2 separate regions of the Mus musculus genome follow, and region 2 is linked to region 1. A link is a contact called in public HiChIP or PLAC-seq data. All regions are on one chromosome and are shown on one strand. Each heading gives the region's core, a stretch centred on a gene start, on an enhancer-like site or on the middle of the called end of the contact. The rest is flanking DNA. Distances are from core to core; before and after follow the strand shown. Region 1 overlaps Dlc1 (deleted in liver cancer 1). Region 2 has its middle 32 kb from the start of G630064G18Rik.

Region 1 (2,686 bases), core at 137-2,636:
TTCCAAAAGGTCGGGCTCTTCAGGAAGTCAGGTGTCAAATCCCGGATCCAGGCTCTACGCCAGATGAATGAAAGCGCTGAAGATAATGTCAACTATGAAGGCCAGTCTGCTTATGATGTGGCAGACATGTTAAAGCAATATTTTCGAGATCTTCCTGAGCCCCTCATGACGAACAAACTCTCCGAAACCTTCCTGCAGATCTACCAGTGTAAGCGTTCTTGGTTCTTCTTAAGGCAACTGATGTCGGGTTCCATGGGACCAACTGAAGCACACAGCCTCTTTGTATGCCATCCTTTTGTAGAGAAAAACCTGCATGCTGATCTTCTCGAAAGTTACAGTGTGTGTGTGTGTGTGTGTGTGTGTGTGTGTGTGTGTGTGTGTGTCTGTGTGTGTGTCTGTGTGTGTGTGTGTGTGTGTGTGTAATAGGTTTACTGTATCCTTACTAAATAGCTTGAGAAGTACTTTTATGACCCACTGTATGTTGTTGGCAGAGGGATTGTGTGTAGCACACATAAAGTACTGAGTTTTCTCTCCAGCATCACATAAACCAGGTGTCACGGTGCAGACCTGCAACCTTAGCACTTTGGAAATGGAGGTGGGAGGATCAGTTCAAGGTCACCCTTGGCTGCATACTGAATTTGAGGGCTACCTGGGTCTCATGAGACATTGTCTTCAAAAGAAAGAGAAAATCAGTGTTGCTATTGAGTCAGGAAGTACAGAAGTCAGTTGTACATTTTTACCATCAAGTCCACTGTCATCTTTCGTTTATCTAGAGCAGTAGGTGTTCAAAAATAGGGTACCAAAATGGTATGCTGGCCTTCTCCCTCTCCCTTTTCCCTCTCTGCCTCCCTCCTCTTCCTCTTCCTCTTCCTCTCCTCCACTTTCTCTACCTCGACCCCTCTCCCTTCCCTTCCCCCACCTCTCATTTCCTTCCCTGCTCCCCATCTATATAGACTTCTCATTTACTTTATACTTCTCTAACAGGGCTGTGGAATTCAAATTTTTCTCATGTGTATTTTATCTCCCTGGGAAATGAATAAAATAATCCTCTTTCCCCTTTTCCGGTTAATCATCACCGTTCCTCCCATAAACACCTAAGGAGACAATACGCGTGCCCTCCTCACTTTTAGGCTCGGCTTAGGGCAAACCATTGAGGAAGTGAATGATGAAGAAGAGGACCGTGGCTTTCACAGCCTCCTCCTCTTTCTCTGGGCTCGTGACGTCAGAGCAGCATGATTTAAAAGCAGCCCCGTCTTAGTGCTGAAATAAGCTTTAGAAGTGACGTGCTGGACTTCATTTTATGAGAAACGGAGCTGGTCTGGACTGCTTCAGGCTCTCTCTCAACCTTTCATATTTTAGGAAAACACAGGTCACTTCCCCCCACACACACACACACACCCGCCCCTGCTGAGGTATTTGTTATGCGTCGTAACCATGGAGCCCTTTAATCAGTTTGTCTTAGGACCTTGCATTTAAGTGACTTGCTTTTTCCACCACTTGCTTTAAAGAAAATTTGCCTGGTGAATGAGACCGGAATGCCAGGCACAAACTTATTCCAGTATAAGTTATTCTACAGGGTGATGTGCACTTTGATACGTTTGCTTCTTGGTGTACCTTCTAAAAACTTTAAACGTCATTATTTAAGCTCTGTCTATTGAAATTGGCTTCATGTTTTTCCACAACCTTTCCCCATTTAAAGAATGGGCAAATGGGTCAAAATCGGTCTCCAGAGATACTGAGCCCTTTCTGCTCAGCTGAGCAGCCCCTGTTTTTTAATGTCTTGCACGTGTCTCACATAAAACATTTTATTGAAACTACACAAAGTCTTTAAGGTGGAATGATTTTGATAATTAAGATGGCAAATTAGAGATTTTTTTTTAAGTGCTTAGAAGTAACAGTTCTGTACGCTTAAGGCGCGTGTCATCTGGAGCCGAAGTCTGAGGTCGATTTAAAAGCATGTTAGTATTGTGGGTGTTTCAAATGTTTTAACTCCCCCACAAGGCAGGAAATACTTGAGGGTAGTGACGCCGGTGGCAGCCCATAATTTCTCCCTTATTAATCTTTAGTATGCTTTCTACAACTGCCCGTTCAGTATTTGATGCCCATGTTTGCTTTGGGATGTGGACTTGCCCACGTGCGTGGAAAATTACTGAGTTGGTGGTGGCAATGCTTGTGTCCTGCAGATGTTCCCAAGGACCAGCGCCTCCAAGCCATCAAGGCGGCCATTATGCTCCTGCCCGACGAGAACCGGGAGGTTCTGCAGACACTTCTCTATTTCCTGAGCGATGTCACAGCGGCTGTGAAAGAAAACCAGATGACTCCCACCAACCTGGCTGTGTGCCTAGCTCCGTCCCTCTTCCACCTCAACACCCTGAAGCGAGAGAATTCTTCTCCAAGGTACAGATCAGATGCAAGGGGCATGCCTGGGCTCTGTTCCCATGAGGTATCACTCACCTTCTAGAGCCTTGTCCTTGTGTCCTTATTGGATTCTTATCTGGACCTAGCAAAGGGGGTTAGTCCTGGAATTAAGTCCTCGTATGTCACTGTAAAAGATGACTTGACACAAACAACTTAAGGGATTGTATTAGTCAAGGTTTACTACTGTGAACAGACACCATGACCAAGGCATGGTGCAGTCTACATCATCAGAAGGCTGCTGGAAAATACTGACTTCAGGCAGATAGGA
Region 2 (2,686 bases), core at 111-2,610, 480 kb before region 1:
GTTAACTAAACTTTCTTTTTAATTATTTAAAAAAATAATAATTCATTTGAAGGAATTCCTTGCAGCAGGGTTAATTACACAATGCAAAACAGATTTTAAGGGCAGAATAAGATAAAAAAAAATCCCATGCTTGGTACATAAAATGTCCATTGTATAAAGGCACTATTGACTATCTTTATTTCTAAGGTTGGGGCACCTGATGCAGACCACCATAGCCAAGCCAAAAGTCTAGAGATAATTCCTTCTAGATGAAGCTGCAAATTTATAAATGATGTCATAGTGTGGGTGCAAATAGACATTCCATACTGAACAATAGCCTAAACGTTTTAAAGGTTGGCTTGCAAATTGAAGTAGAATTATAGTAGTTATGAGGTCAGGCGTATTTGAGACCATCTCATTCCTAACCTGGATATGTTCAGTACATTGTAAATGCCAATACACAATCATATGTGTTGTGCAAGGGAGACCCATGAAGAGTGACCGTGCTCTCCAAAGAAAGACAGGAGTTTACAACATTATTAAAGTGTTGCAGCAACTAAATGTGCTCTTTGATGACTTCCTTGGTGGTATTTAATTAATAGGCAAAATAATCTTCACTAGCACTGTCTTCTCCCTTTTTTTTTAGCCAAATTATCAATATTTTCTTATCCATCTCATGGTTTCAGGTTAATCCTGTGGCTATAGAGAAATAGTAACATGTTGTATTTTATTTTAACTGGGATAATTTCAAATTACATTTCCCCATAATACACAAAAATTGAAACTTTGATACTATAACAGGAGGAGTCACAAAAATACAGTTAACACATATTAGTAAAGGCTAGCATCCTAAGAGAGGCCTTTGCTTTCCCCATTACATAACCACTGGGCATTTATGTGACTCCTTAATATTTTAAGCACATATATAATTATATTCTGTGTAATAAATTAGTTCTATCAAATATGCTGAAGCCTGTTAAAGGAATAGTTTAATCAGAAATCATCCTTGAATAAACACTGGATAGTCTCCATCTTGTTATCCATTAAGGATAGTATTTGTTTGCCAATACATTTTCTGTACAAGGATTAAAAATGGAAGCTGACAGGTCAAGAAGAAAGAGGTCAAAATGGAAGAAATGGATCTGTGAACTGGGGGTGCAAGCAAATCAAAATTGATTTCAAATAGCAAATATTGATATAAGGGCAAATGTCACATGCCTAGATACTTACTCAAAGTCCAGATTAAAAACAATCATACTCTTTTATTAAAAAGTAAATATCCTTACTCAGAACCTGCATGTTCCTTCATTTGGTCCCTCAGCGATGTAGACATTCTTGGGTTTCTGTCAAGTCCGTGTTTCCACAGTTGCAAGCCATGAGTGTTATTATTAGCTAGGACACAAGAATGTGCCAATCCCGCTTGTGCAATATCAGGGCTCCAGAATATAAAGTGTGCCAATAATATTAACCACTTGATACAAATGGCAGAAAGAATCTTAAATAATAAGGATTATATCCTCTTAGGTTTTATACAAGGTATTCCAACCAATTATTCAGAAGTATAATTGTTAGTTTATATTCATGTGATTTATCATTCACAACTATTGAAATATCTTTAGTGTATAGTCAGTGGAAATCCTAAAACACTGAATAATTATTTGCAGCAAACTAAGAACAGATTATATTCAAATCTTGTGCAATTTATTGTCCATGAGATATTTATTAGTTCTTGGCTGGCTGCTTCCATGATTCTTCCAAAACTTTTTTTAACTAAAATTGTTCTGAATTGAGCTTAGAGCGCAAAGTGAGTTCTCGTTTTATTATCAAAGTTTCCAGAACATAATAATAAAACCAGTGATGCAATTATATAAATATCATCGTTGCCTAGCAATAAAAAAACAACAAACAAATAAGATAAATACCCACTGAGGCACACATCAGACAATTAACACAATGTTCTCTTCTATCAGTATACGCCTGTGAGTTTGGGTTCATCAAAGGTAACCCATACCATACATTTACCCTTTCCATACATTTTTCCAATGTCTGTAGTTTTCTAATATTACTAAGAAATCAAAAAAGCAATTTATAATGAATGATTGCTAAAATCTAATAGTTAAGAAAATATACTGCTAATTCACAGCAAAAGAACTATTTTAAAATAAACATGCGTATTCTAAAAACACTTGAAACACTCATTTCCAACAATCAAATAAATACTTCTTAAGAATTTAGGATCATAAGATCTCTGCTTTTCTTCATTTTGCTCTCCATTTGATGTTCTCAGTTCCTCTCAATGACATCAGCTTTGGTGAATCATGTTATTCAATGTATTAACTATAGAAACCATTTATTGACTTTCTGATATAATAGAGAATAAATTAGTTAACTTAAGACACATGACTACTGTCTTAGTCAGGGTTTCTATTCCTGCACAAACATCATGACCAAGAAGCAAGTTGGGGAGGAAAGGGTTTATTTGGTTTACACTTCCATGCTGCTGTTCATCACCAAAGGAAGTCAGGACTGGAACTCAAGCAGGTCAGGAAGCAAGAGCTGATGCAGAGGCCATGGAGGGATGTTCTTTACTGGCTGCCTCCCCTGGCTTGCTCAGCCTGCTCTCTTATAGAACCCAAGACTACCAGCCCAGAGATGGTCCCACCCACAAGGGGTCTTTCCCCCTTGATCACTAATTGAGAAAATGCCT

Evidence for each region. HiChIP or PLAC-seq counts read pairs in DNA pulled down with a chosen protein or histone mark.
Region 2: a contact with region 1 is called in an H3K27ac HiChIP or PLAC-seq map of heart atrium, with 11 times the contacts expected there. The contact joins two enhancer-like sites. A contact is called at or near these places in 3 of 115 datasets of contacts at active chromatin or transcription factors (embryonic stem cells, heart atrium and trophoblast stem cells).

What each region holds. Positions count from the first base shown.
Region 1 is chr8:36,576,746-36,579,431 of GRCm38.p6, reverse strand. It overlaps Dlc1 (deleted in liver cancer 1), which reads left to right. Exons shown (of 18, transcript NM_001194940.2): 12 at 10-208; 13 at 2,184-2,397. Among named protein-coding and RNA genes, the nearest start is that of Trmt9b, 120 kb to the right of the region's middle. Within about 2 kb of position 1,386, at least 18 of the 459 cell types and tissues checked have an H3K27ac peak or open chromatin away from gene starts, as enhancers often do. A contact at or near this core is called in heart atrium, where this site is marked.
Region 2 is chr8:37,055,270-37,057,955 of GRCm38.p6, reverse strand. No RefSeq gene overlaps it. Among named protein-coding and RNA genes, the nearest start is that of G630064G18Rik, 32 kb to the right of the region's middle. Within about 2 kb of position 1,360, at least 8 of the 459 cell types and tissues checked have an H3K27ac peak or open chromatin away from gene starts, as enhancers often do. A contact at or near this core is called in heart atrium, where this site is marked.